Regions from separate parts of the Mus musculus genome. Here region 2 is linked to region 1. A link is a contact called in public HiChIP or PLAC-seq data. All regions are on one chromosome and are shown on one strand. The core of a region is the stretch at or near the end of the contact, and the rest is flanking DNA. Distances in the headings are between cores, read along the strand shown. Region 1 has its middle 16 kb from the start of Gm40109. Region 2 holds the start of Slc22a15 (solute carrier family 22 (organic anion/cation transporter), member 15).

The links. HiChIP or PLAC-seq counts read pairs in DNA pulled down with a chosen protein or histone mark.
Region 2: an HNF4G HiChIP or PLAC-seq map of pancreatic cancer cells shows a contact between it and region 1. The contact joins the promoter of Slc22a15 here to the enhancer-like site in region 1. A contact is called at or near these places in 3 of 39 promoter capture datasets (hippocampal neurons and liver), 2 of 484 Hi-C or Micro-C datasets (LSK cells and pre-megakaryocyte-erythroid progenitors), 3 of 115 datasets of contacts at active chromatin or transcription factors (embryonic stem cells, pancreatic cancer cells and stem cell-derived neural progenitor cells) and 2 of 9 other capture datasets (adipose tissue and liver).

Annotation. Positions count from the first base shown.
Region 1 is chr3:101,488,561-101,495,504 of GRCm38.p6, forward strand. No RefSeq gene overlaps it. Among named protein-coding and RNA genes, the nearest start is that of Gm40109, 16 kb to the right of the region's middle. Within about 2 kb of position 5,486, at least 63 of the 459 cell types and tissues checked have an H3K27ac peak or open chromatin away from gene starts, as enhancers often do. A contact at or near this core is called in pancreatic cancer cells, where this site is marked.
Region 2 is chr3:101,922,892-101,929,459 of GRCm38.p6, forward strand. Slc22a15 (solute carrier family 22 (organic anion/cation transporter), member 15) reads right to left here and starts at 1,562. Exons shown (of 12, transcript NM_001039371.2): 1 at 1,141-1,562. The coding sequence starts at 1,227.

The DNA.
Region 1 (6,944 bases), core at 4,236-6,735:
GGACGGGTTCTGAACTCACTCAAGAGACAAGCCTCTGAGCGTGCCTATGAGGGATTTCCTGTAGTAGGTTCACTGAGGAGGGAAGAAACAACCTAAACATGGGCAGTACTATTCCATGGGGTGGCATCCTGGCTGAACAATAAAGTAGAAATCTAACTGGGCACAAGAATTCCAAGCCAGGCATGGTGGCGTACACCTTTAATCTCAGCACTCAGGAGGCAGAGGCAGGTGGATTTCTGAGTTCGAGGCCAGCCTGGTCTACAGAGTGAGTTCTAGGACAGCCAGGGCTATAAAAAGAAACCCTGTCTCAAAAAACCAAAAAAAAAAAAGAATTCCTCCCTCTCTGCTTCTTGATTGTGGGTGTAGCGTAACCAGCTGGCCTCTCGCTCCTGCTGCCATCTCAGCCACCAAGATGGACTGTATCCCTCTGAACTGTGAGTGAAACTAAACTCTTCCTCCCTTAAGTTGTCTTGGTCAGGCATTTGATCGCAGCAGTGAGAGAAGTGTCTAATACAGTGGGTGAGAGAAGTGTCTAATACAGTGGGCATCTCCCTGCAGTTCCCAACAAGGCCTGCTCTGCTCTGTGGCCGTGGGCTCATTTCCTTCTTGGTCCCTAATATTTAAAGATGTGTGTTCTTCAAATATATCCTGGGGACAAGAGAGAGAGGCAGGAGACATGGGCAGGGCAAGGAACACGAAGCTCCTTCATAACGTGAGAGCTTTATCCACTTTGCAGAAAGGCCTGGGCTTCAGTCTTCTACCAGCTGAGAGAAATGTGACCTTGGTTCGGAAATAGTTGTAGAAGCTAGGGGGTGTCAGATTTATTTAGATCTTAGGGTGTAGACCTAGAACAGGAAGCAACATGCAGAGCCTTGTCCCTGCCCACACCATGGGTTCTTCTCCAGGAGTATGGCACCTTGTGGCAGGGTGGAGTCCCAGGTTCCCTGTCATTGCTACAGATGTATCCAGGAATGAAAAATCCCAGATGCTGCCGTGGCGGCGGCATATCCCTTTAAGAACATTGTCTCACTTGAGTCTCAGAACAACTTGGCGGGTCATGTAGAGTCATTCCATCCTGTAGACAAGGAGACCAGTGTGATGACACATGAAAGAGTATTCAAAGCCACCCAGCATTAACCTGGGATCTGTGTCTTGTCTCCACACTGTATATTGCCTGTCCCAAGACAGGATGGTAAGTATTTTTGTCTGCCCTATCCACTCTCCATGCTAGGCCACCTGCCCCAAAGGTGTCCCTTCAGCAAAGCGCTAAGCAGTGTGTTGTAGGAAGAAGACTGCCATTTCTGGGCCCCACACTCACTGTGGTTGCCAGCTATCCACTACTATGACAAAGTACCTAAGAGAGATGAACTTAAAAGGCAGACAGGGGGACTGGGGATGTGGGTGCATCGAATGCTTGCCTCGCATGCAAAGCCTTTGGCTTGATCTGCAGCACCACATAAACCAGGCATGGAGACACACATGTGTAATTCCACCATTTATGAGGAAGACGCTCTTGCCTATATAGGGCTGTCCTGATATCTACTTCAAGGGCACACCTCCAATGACCTGACTTTCCCCTAGGCACGATCTCCTAAGGCTTTCATTATTTTTAATAGCACCATAGACTGTCTGCCCCAATACTTTCAACCCCACAGGCCTTTGGAGGATAGTCAAGGTCCAGCAACACTATGAGGTCGTGCATTTCAACTACAGAGGCAATGACATCGTGACAGTATGGGAGGATTAGAAATTACTCAATTCCCAGCACACAGGGCTTCCAGGTGAAGTTCTGCTTCTAGTGATGGCTCACCAGGTCACACGACCTTGTACCCCCTCTCTATGAGGCATACTCATTGCTGCCTGCTGTGGGTGTACTGGATGCTCAGGCCAGAAGTCAGCCCACATCACTACCACAGGCAGCTGGGACATCTTTCTGTGGCTGGGTACACTGAGGCGAGCTGTGCTGGCGAGCCAAGCTGTGCTGCTGAGCCTCTTTTGTGCCACTTCTATTTTCACCCACTTCAGGTAACTGGTGAGGTATGATTACAAAAGGAAAAGAGGCATTGTTTCTGGAAAAAAAAATGAGCTGACAGCTTCACAAAGACTTACTAGTGGAGAGATGCCAAAAAGATTATTGTCGCATGGGGCGTAGGCAAGACGACGAGAAAGATGAAGGGAGCCAGCACACCTTAAGACGCTCCCAGGCTGAAGTCGTGCACCCTCCATGTTTTCACCCCCTCTATTTCACCTCCTCTACAAAAGCTAAATCAGAAATGGCACACAGGCTCAGGGAGTGATATTATATGAGAAGAGAGATGCCGCAAGCCCCCTAAAAGAGACTTGCTCACAGTGAAGATCTGGGCTCTGTGTTGTGATCTTGGTAAAGAGATGGGAATCTAAATCCTAAAGAAAAAAAAAGAAATAGAAAATTGTGCAGAATATGCAACCAGTTATTCTGTTGAATTCTTTGTGACTCTGGCCAACTCAGCCTTTGGACTCAGTTTTATTATCTGTAAAATGGGAAACTCACCAAAATGTGTTCTTAGAGGTTTCTCTTTATGTTCTCTTTCCCCTTCCCGTTCTCCTTCCCCTTCTGTTTTTCCCTCCTCCCTCCTCCCTCCTCCCTCTTCCTCTTCCTCCTCCTCCTCTTCCTCCTCCTCCTCTTCCAGGCTAGCAAACCCAGCCACAGTACTGCCAGGGAAGGCAGGGTCATCTTCCCACCATGGAAAGCCCTGCCTGGTATGCCCACACTGCTTGGCTCTCCATGTGGCAAACATTCTACACCGCCTCTGTGTGTGGTTGGAGGGGGAAGAGACTGGGTGTACCTCTGAAGGCCTCTTCCTTCAGGAAGGGATGAAATCATACACTCCAGCTCAGAAAGGCCAGCAGAGGCCTCTGCTAGGAGTGAGTTCAGGGTGGAAAAGAAGTGGACTTGCTGGGAAGCTTGGGCTCAGCCTTCTGCTATGTCGCCAGCGGACAGCCTCGGGTACGTTTCTTAGGTTGGCTCAATGTCATCTGGAGAAACATGGATGCCCAGCAGACAGTGGAATTGTGTCAAACAGGAACAGCAAAACACCATCAACTGGTAAAGCCCTGAATGCAGCTAACCTCAGGGCTATCCAAGTGTAGCAGCAATACCCACTTAAACGACACTCACATCTCCCTTCCACCATGGGCAGGGACTGTGGTTCTACAGTGCACTTTTGGGCTACTGTGTATCACTAGCCCAGAAAAGAACAAAACGCTGGATACCAGTTTCCACTCATACCACGGTGAGAGGAAAGTCCTGGGCTGAATCATCATAAGCTAGGGACCATGTCAAGGAAGTTCCTTCCCCTCTCCCACTCTGTCTACTCCCTGTCTACAAAACTGAGTTATGCCCCGCACTAGAGGTGCAAGAGCGAGTAGAAGCAGATGCAGCAACTCTCTGAGGACATCGGGGACCTCATGGCCTGGTAGGATGGACTGTGGTCATCAACTAAATGAGTGCAGGCTTCTAAGTCTAAGGTGAGGACAGGCCTGGAGTCCCAGCGTGGCTGTTGGGGAACTGAGCTGGGCTGTGAGGCCCGTGGGATCCACAATTGTGAGGTGGTGGCTAAACAGAGCCTCAGGTCAGAAGAGCAGGTACCAGCTAAGAGGGCAGGAGGGAGGGGAGGGGAGAGGTGGTGGAGGAGATGTTTCCTGGCCAAGGATAGGACTAATAAAGCCTCAGTAGATGGGGACAAGAGTGTCACAAGAACTAGAAGACTGACAGGCAAATACTGGAAGAATGTGGAGTAGGAGAGGGCTGAAGGTTCTGGAGAAAGGGCCTGGGAGCCTTTTGGCTTTGTTAAAGAGATGGGCCTTCAGTCTCCTAGGAATGCATGGTTACTCCCACAGGGGAGTAACAGTAAGTGATGGTTGAGATCAAGTGAGTCAATTAACATTTAACCTCTCAAATAGCTCAACGGGATAAGCTGTTCAATGCATAGGGCACAGCAGTGGACACATGGGCAGACGAAGGGGCGACAAGGGGCAACCTGGAAGGCGAAATGCTCAGAGTTCAGACCTAGACCCCATGTCAAAGCCTCCCTTGGAGGACCTCAGAGCACCAGACAGGCAACAACAGAAAGCGCTCAAGGCAGATGTTCAACAGAAAGCAAAGGGAGCCTGTGTGTCTACCACAAGCCATTGCCTTCCTTCAAATTCGTTATGGACAGAAAGGGAAACCTAGTAACTGGGAACTCCTTTCTGAGTCGGCCACACACGACCTGACACAAGTCCGCTCTTCAACAGGGGAGATTTTCAGGTCCAGAGCTGGGATTCAGAGCGACCTGGGGCATTGAGAGAGATGTGGTCCGACTGCTGCTGCTTTCTGGGTTAAATCCAGGCCTCCCTGGCCATAGCACTTAGACACATTGATCTGATGCTTGATGTTAGGCCATGGGCAAGCTGCTCAGAGCTTTGGACTCTGAGTCACATCTGAAAATTGGGAACCGTGGTGCCTGTGTCAGCACATGGGGGTTCAGCACAGCACCTGCCCCCCCCCCCCCAACCCCAGGCCAGTAGCTCTCATACAGATGATTCTCTGTGATTAAGTGCGAGGCAATCAGCAACAGGAAGTTGTGAACATTGGTCCTACAGAGTCCTTGCCTGTCAGATGAGACAGCAGCTCCTGGGCCTCGGCTACCGCTTCTGACTACTGCTGAGCACAGGGACTCAAAACAAGCGTCACCTGCTGCTTTCAGCCACGCTGACAATCCCAGTGTATACAACGTTGATAAACAATTAAAATAGTGTAGCATGGCAGCTTGGGTGGTGGTGGGTCACACCAGTTATCCCAGTACAAAGACGTAGAGGCAGGAAGATAGGGAGTTTGAAACCAGTCGAAGGCACCTAGCAAGACCCTATCTCAAACATCACCCTCTGCAGAATTGAGGACAGTAAGGTGTATCAGCAAGTTAAAGGCACTTGGCACCAAGCCTGAAGTTGATCCCTGGGACTGACTGCTTCAGGTTGTCCTCTGTCCTCCACACAAGCATGGTAGCAAACATGCATAGCCCCCAACACAAAATAAATATATAAAAGGCAATAAAAATATATTTTTCGATCTCCATAAAAATTAACCACCCCAAACTGACAACACAAAATACTTCCGGAAACAGAGCTTAGCTGGAGGCAACTGAGACAGCTTCCCATATGTCAAGTTGTTGTGGAAGGTCAAATCTGTCTGCAGACTGAACTCCAGAGCCTATGAAAGGCCACGGAGTCAGAACTGAAGGGAAAACCTGCAAACAGGCAATGCCCAATGGTAGTGTAGTTAGGCTTTGCATAACAGCCTCTTCAGGGAGCTCTGAAGAGAGCAACACCTTTTAAGTCTACTGTACTAGATGAGTTCCTTAAAGTCAAAAGACCTAGAAAAACAGTGTCCCTGTTGTCTACAGAGCCCATGGCAAGGGAGGCAATACCAGAAATGGACACTAGAGGGCTCTCTCACACAAGTGATGTGACAGCCGTTCAGGTTCTTGAGCAGCTCCTTGGCAAGCTGAGAAAGGTCTGTCCAAGCCTGGGTGGGAAGACTGCCGCGGCTTGAGCAGTCATGTGATTAACTGTTAGAGATTTACAGAAGCCACACATGGCTTGTGGTGGGCAGACTTCTGTGAGCTAGCCGCCTTTCCTATGCACAGAAAGCTCCTGGTGACATTGTCTGCTCTTTGAGATTACTCCTGAGTATCTACATCATGTACAGTTGCTTCCCGGCCCCTGTCTTCTCACAGTCAACACCGCCAGCTGCTGCCACTCTGCGGCTGGGCAGATGAGAAGCACATTCAGGCTCCAGCAACAGCTGCAGTTGTTCAGTTGTTCAGCCCTCTTCGGAGCGCTGGTGGCTGGGTTTGGTTTCCGGTTTTGCCTCTTGCTGTCTGTGTCACCTTGGGCGAGCCATCTCCTTTCTGGGCCTCAGTTTCTTCATCTGTAGAACAGTTGGTACTAATCTCAAAATGACTTCCAGTAAAAATGGAGTTGATTGGTGTCTTAGTCAGGGTTACTATTGCTATGATGAAACTCCATAACCAAAAGCAAGCTGGGGAGGAAAGGGTTTATTTGGCTTACACCTCCACATCACCATTCATCACTGAAGAATTCAGTATAGCACCTCAGACAGGGCAGGAGCCTGGAGGCCGGAGCTGATACAGAGGCAGTGCTGCTCACTGGCTTGCTCCCCATGGCTTGCTCAGCCTGCTTTCTTGTGGAACCCAGGACCACCAGGCCAGGAATGACACCACCCACAATGGGCTGAGCCTTCTCCCATTGATCAATAGCTAAGACAACGCCCTACATGCTTGGCTACAGCCCAATCTTATAAAGACGTTGTCTCAATTGCGGCTCCATGCCCTCTGATAACTAGTTCGTGTCAAGTTGGCATAAAACTACCCAGCACGAATGGGAAACACCTCTAAACAGTAATACTTTGAGTTAGTCACATTATTACTCGGAGCAGGGCTTGGCAAACATTTTCTATAAAGGGCCAGAGAGTGAATGACCTGACAATATAGAAACAGACTAGTGTGGCTGTGTTTCAATAAAACTTTATTTTAGTACAATGGACAACTTCATGGGCAGTGAGTTGTGAGATGTGTTTGGCTTAGGGGTTTTGTTTCACCAACTCTCACTGCCTGCTTTAGAAAGGTCTGTGAGCCTTCGGTGGATTCTTTGTCTAAAAGGCAATAAGAAAAACAACAGCTGTGCCTGGTGTGTGTGGTGTGTTTATAATCTCAGCTACTTGAAAAGCTGAGCCAGCCTGGTGTGATGGTGCACACCTCTAATCCCAGCACTCGGGAGGCAGAAGCAGGCAGGAGTTTGAGGCCAGCCTGGTCTACAAAGTGAGTTCCAGGACAGCTAGGGCTACACAGAGAAACCCTGTCTCGAAAAAACAACAACAACAAAAAAGCTAAGCCAAGAGGATT
Region 2 (6,568 bases), core at 312-2,811, 430 kb after region 1:
GCCAGGAGAGGGGATATATACTTGGAACTCCTGGTTAGATGGAATATTGTCAAAGAAACCATTATACATGAAGACCAGACATTGCAGTTGCAGTTCTATTTCTCTATACTAATTCTTACTCTGCTAAGAGAAAGGCTTCCAAGTATCACCACTTGAACCGATGTTCTGCCTGGTGCTGAAGTCAACTGAAGATTTTAATGGGGAAAGAGAATCAGTAGATTAAGTTTTACCTTACTGCCTCTCTTCCTGCTGCAGCATCAACACAACGTTGAAGCAACTTGTGGGCTCTGGTTATAACCGCGGCCAGCCAGTACTTCCCTTGCAATAATACCTTAACTTACTTAGCTCAGCTGTCAGCCTCACAGTGTCAGTGTCACAGACCACTTCATCCCAGGATTGCAAGCCTCCGGGACAGGGAGCTAGCTTCATTTTCTGGCCCTGGTGGTAGGGATCAAACCCAGAGCCTTGCACATCTAGGGCTTTACCACTGACTGACCTGCTTCCTAGGGACAATCTGAGCTGCTCAGGCTGGCTTTGAATTTGCCTAGAAGAAGAGCCATCCTTCTCCTGCCTCAGTTTCCATAGTGCTAGGACTACAAGAATGAACCTCTTAAAGAGCCCAAGGACTCCTAAAATCAAGAGTTTTAGGTTGAGGTGTGCAGCTGGTTTCTGAGAATTCAATACAATGAACCACACTGTGTGGATGGTATCATTTCCCTAGACCAAAGCTGGCCTCGGAGCTTAATAACCCAGTAGAACTTTAACTAGAGAGAAATAAATTCCCGTGGATGGAAAGCCCCTTTAATAGGAAGCCTCCCTCAATCTCAGAGAGGGCTGAAGGAGGCCATACTAGCTAGACCTGATCTTTTGTGGGCAGGTTGTCCATGCTTTCTCTGTCTCACTCTGTAAGGGGTTAGGGTGCCGAATCCTTTTGATCCCGGGTAATGGGTTTCATCTTTCAACTAGCTCTGGTGGCGAAGTGTCAGTGCCAGGCTCTGGGTGACAGCCTGGGAGAGCTCAGTGGCTGGCCCGCCACCGCGCGGCGCCCGCCCGCCCCCTCCCTCCCTGCGCTCTCGCGCCACACCTGGGGCCAGCCTGAGCTGAGAGCGCCCCGGGGGCCGCGGGGAGCCGGGGACTCACCTGCAGCAGCACAGCCAGCAGGAAGCACAAGTACATCTGATAGAGGCCCATCTCGCCCACCGCCTGGAACGCCTCCTCCACCTCCATGGCGGGCTCGCGCCCGAGGACCCGGCCGCCACCGCGACGGAGGACCTGGCTGCGCGGTGGCTGAAGATCGGGCGACGGAGCGACCGAGGACTGAGCCGGGCGGGGACGGAGGGCCGAGCGGCAGGGACCGGGAAGGAGGACCGGGCGGACCGCGGCCGAGGCGGGGACAGAGGACTGGGCCGAGCCGGGGGTGGAGAACCGGGCGGGGCTGGGGCCCAGGCGCAGGCGGGACCCTGCAGACGACCGGGTCCGGGGTCGCGGCGGAGATGCGATGCTGGTCGCCCCGGCGCGGCCTCCCCGCTTCCTGTCAGAAGTGACAGGAATTTTTGGCGAGCGGTTGGCTGGCGCGCGGAAGGGAAAGAGGAAGTGGGTGCGGCGCGGGCGGCCAGGGCGACTCACGGGAGGGGCCGGCAGCTCCACGCCGTGTCCCGCGGGGTTCGCCCCTTCGCACAAAGCGGTGGAATGCGGGGGCGCTCAGAGCTCTAGAGCCTTCCGAGAAGAGGGCCGGGAGGCATCTGTCCCCTTCCTCCTTTGTCTTGCTTTAGGTACACAGGGTCAGATGTAAGCTCCGCGCCTCGAGACATCCACTTAGTAGTGCCCACTAGGCCCACGGACAAGGGACAAGGGACAAGGGCAGGGGGTCATGGTTGCCAAGGTCTGTCAATGGAGTTTGGCACAGGGCTGAAGAAGTGTGGGGACAGATTACTAGTGGCCCCACACCTAATCCTGTTTTGTTTTTAAACTATTGCAAGTATCTAAACCAGCATATCTCAACATGTGGGTCAGGACCAAAGACCCTTTCACAAGGGTCAGATATCAGATATTTACATTACAATTCATAACAGTAGCAAGATTACAGTTATGCAATAACAAAAAATTATTTTTATGGTTAGGGGGTCACCACAACACGAGGAACTGTGTTAGAGAGTCACTGCATTAGGAAGGTTGAGAACTACTAATCTAAACTATCGCTAAGTTTACCTTTGCTTTCTGTTGGTGTGATAATAGCATGACAGAAGAAACTTGGGGGCGGGGGGGGGGGTGGAGTTTATTTGGCTCACAGTTTCTCTCAGAGCCCATCATTGCTGGGAAGTCGAGGCACCAGGAACTTAAGCAGCTAGTAACATGGCATCCACAGACAAGAACAGAGGGCAGTGATGTGATGGATGCGCTCACCAGTGATCAGCTAGTTCCCTCACTCATTCGTTCAGACTAGGGCCCAACCTATGAAATGGCCTCACACATATGGGGGGGGGGGGCTTTCTAACAACCCAGTTTTTAAACAAATTCCCTCAGAAGCATGTCCAGGGCCAACCTACTCTAGACTGCTCCTCACTGAGTGAATGGGAACTTCCTTCCCAGCCGAGGCTAGGTTTTGATCGTTAAAACGAACCATCCCCTGAATATAATACAGAGTATAATGGATGACCAGGAGGTCCCCTTGTCTTGCAAGCATTCTTGTTGTGCTTCCACAATTTCCCATTAATTATGTCTGCTGTTTATAACTGCCCTTTAGTGGTCATCTACCTAATTATTGTAATAAAATGATACAATGTTGACTATGGCAGGGTTGGAAGCAGCCAGTGTGGTGGCCACAAAAGATGAATTGGAAGTGCTTAAGCCAGTGGTGGTGGCAGCAGCCATAGAGGCAGCACAGACCTTTGATTCCAGCCCTGGGGAAGCAGAGGCTGGGCTCAGCTACAGAATGAGATCCCTGGCAGCCAGGACTACAAAGATAAAGCAGCAAGACTTCCCTTTAACCATATGGTCTAGCTTTCTTGGCAGGCAGTGCTCTCTGTGAGAAGAGGGAGGGGCAGGGAGGAGAGGGGTCACTCAGCTTTGTTTCTTATTAAAGAACTTTTACTATTTTTTTTTCTAAAAATGTTTCCATTTTTATTTACGACTGTTTTGGGAATAAACTTGCTCATTTTGCCCTCCTAGACCATGATCTGGCTGTATTTGCACCCCACTTTTCGTTATTTTTATTATGACATACTTTGTTTAGTGTTACATAGTTATTTATTAAATAATTCATTATTTGTTTTGCATTTTTCCCACTTTTTTTCTACACAGAAAATATTTGAATATAAAATTGTAGTTCGCAGACTTTGGAATTTTTTTTATATATATTTTGTTTAGCTTTGTTACTTTGTGATTCTTTTACTAGCTAGATAGTGTCAGTGTTTATAGCTTGTTGGCTTTCAACACTTTCTCTCCCTAGCCATCTTTGATTTATTTAAGATAAGCACTGCTGTATCCCAAGTTGGCTTCAAATTTGTTATATAGCCAAGGCTATCCTTAAACTCCTGATCTTCCTGCTTTTGTCTTCTAGAAGGCTGAGAGAGCAGGCTAGCCAGCCTACTGCACCTTGTTACAATCTCCTTTGTAAAGAGTGATTATGTGAAAGGGTATACAATCCTCTAAGTACTATTTACCCTGATTTACCAGTTCTCCTAAGCAGTATTTTGTAATGGTATTGTAATTTGCTCTTTAACCAGTGTTATGTTTTTGAGCATTCTTTTTACCTTTCTAGTTAAAAGTTGTACCTTTTAACATTTTTTAATTATTATTTATTTGAACATTTTGTGGGCAAAGACAATATTAAATCCTAGAACTGCCTGACTTTTCCTGGGACCTAGCATCATTGTATTACAGTGCATTCATTGTAAACAAAACAAAACAAAACCCTGCACCATATGTGTTGAGAACAACACATGGTTTTCATTTGCTGGGCTCAGAACATTCTGTAAGTTAGTACATCATACTTGTAATCTTACTGAAATCATTGGCATGCATACTAAAGGCTTATATCATTCTTTAATAAATATATCAACATCTTCCAAATTATTTTCTTTTTAGATTCTCTTTTTAAATTTATAAGTTCACAAGAGGACAATCTAAGTCACTTGTTTATTATTAATAATTTCCTTGAAATCTTGTTGTAGTCTTCATCTTATCCTTATCTTTTGTTTACTCTTCCTTCTTTTGGAAGTTTATGGGAGGAGGACTTATTTCATTCATCTTGACAGTCTCTTGTTGAGGTTTGGTCTGTTGATATGTACTGTAATGCTAAACACTGGCCCTGGCTACCTCAGGGAAAGGAGATCCTCAGCACACCACGTGATGCTGCCCCTCAAGCTATCCCTGATTGGTCAATTAACAAGCCTATGGCCTATGGCTTATGCAGGAAATAGGAGGTGGGTCATCCAGAAGGAGAAAGAATTCTGGGATAGAGCCAGGTGGAAAAGCCACCCGGGAAGATGTGAGGAGACAGATACATGGTACCTGAGCACAGGTAGCCAGACACGTAGTAAATGTGGATTAAACTAAATGTGTTATCTTAAGTTATATTTAGTTAGAGAAGAGTCTAGCTATATGGCCAAGGTTTTTTTAATTGACAGGTGATGCATCCATACAATATTCAAGATATTCTCTCTACAGTCTCTCTCTTCCCATTCAACCTGATAGTCTATTGTTTGTTCCTTTGCTTTGTCTGTTTCTGTTTGGTTTGTTTTTGTTTTGTTGTCTTCCTATTTAGCCTTTAGTGGCCTGAAACTTGATATGTAGACTAGGCTATCCTTGAGCTCACAGGAGTCCACCTGCCTCTGCCCCTCTGCCCCTCTGCCCCTCTGCCTCCTGAGTGCTGGGATTAAAGACATATACCACTATACTAGACATTTAAGTGGAGAATAAATCTCGATATATTTGTGATGAATTATATAGTCAAAATTGTTTTCGCCATCCTGCTCTGTGCTTCTTTTAACTGCCTTGGTCATCTGTTGGATTATTGCATTTATTTTTAAAGACAAGGTCTCACTATGCCCCCCTGGCTGGCCTGGAACTCACTTTGTAGACCAGGATGGACATTAATTCAGAGACATATCTCCCACTGTCTCCCAAGTGCTGGGATTTAATCTATTTTTTAAGATCTATATTCCTTTTGCTACTCTGGGAGCTCTGGGTCACATCTTTATTAGTGTTTTGGAAGTTACACCTACAATTTTTAACACCTATAAAACTGTGCTTTCCCACGATGTTTTTATCTATACATTCTACATAGAATCTATGTGTGTATCCTCTTTGCAAAGTGATTAAAAACCTATACAATGTTTTAGGAATACTGTATCTCAGGGGGCACAAAGATGTCACATTCTGGAAATGTTTCTAAATGATTGTCACGTTGGCAAGTTTTAAATTACCTAGGAGACAACCTTCTGGATACGCCTGTGAAGGTGTTTCTAGGGAGGCTTAATAGAGGTGAGTCCTCATGTTTAGAGATTGTGGGCTGCCATCTCAGGATGAATAAAGAGCAGAGCAGAGCACAGTCAAGCAACAGCCTTCTCTCAGCTTCCTGAGTCTCTAACCCGGGACTCAAGGTTCATGGAAAGAGTTTTGATTAGAAAGATTCAGAACATGTTTTATTGCTGAGAATAATTATTTTTAATATAGAAACAAGAAGGCAAAAAACAAGTATGTTTTCATGGCAGTGATAATGGATTATTTAATAGCCCAGGCTCTTTTAATAGCAAACTGGGAGGCCATGGGTCAGCTTACCTATGTTATGTGTGTGGGGAAAGAGGCAAATGATTATTCTTAACAGAAAAGATAACTGTGATTATGTTGCTCTGTGGGGTATTAATTCACTCGGTGCCTGGTCTAGCAGTACCACCCTAACACTCATGTCCTGTATGCAGCCATTTATTCAAAGGCTGTGGGGCCATCTTTGCCTTCCTTCAGGTCCCTCAACTGTGTTCCAGTTGCACAAAACCTTAGCAAGGCTTTGTCCCATTTTGGACCAAATAAACATGTATTTAACTTTTTTTTTTCCCACAGGTTTCTCTGTGTAGTAGTTCCTGTCTATCCTGGAACTCACTTTGTAGACCAGGCTGGCCTCAAACACAGTTTCTCTTGCCTCTGTCTCCCAGATGCTGGGATTCAAGGTATGCACCCATACACCCAGCAATGTGCATTTAACTTTAAACCCCCTTTTTTGATGTCATGAAGAGTTTAAGTGAAAAAAATTACAATTAACATTATATATGACATATAGTTAAATTAATATATTGTTAAGTAGAAGGTGAACTCTTACATCCTATACTCAAAAGAAGAAGTATTTTCAGTTGACCAAGGCTTGTTCTGTATAATCAGTCCCTGATATATATTGCATCATCTAATCTGGCAGCAGTGAGTGGAAAATACACGTAAGATACACCAGTGGAAAAATGAAAGCAAGACCTAGAGAGAGAACTTAAACCCAAAGAACAACAGATGGAGAAACAAAGTCACATCTAAAGTAAAATCAGCCAAAATTGATAGCAATTAAAGTTTGCAAATATAATCA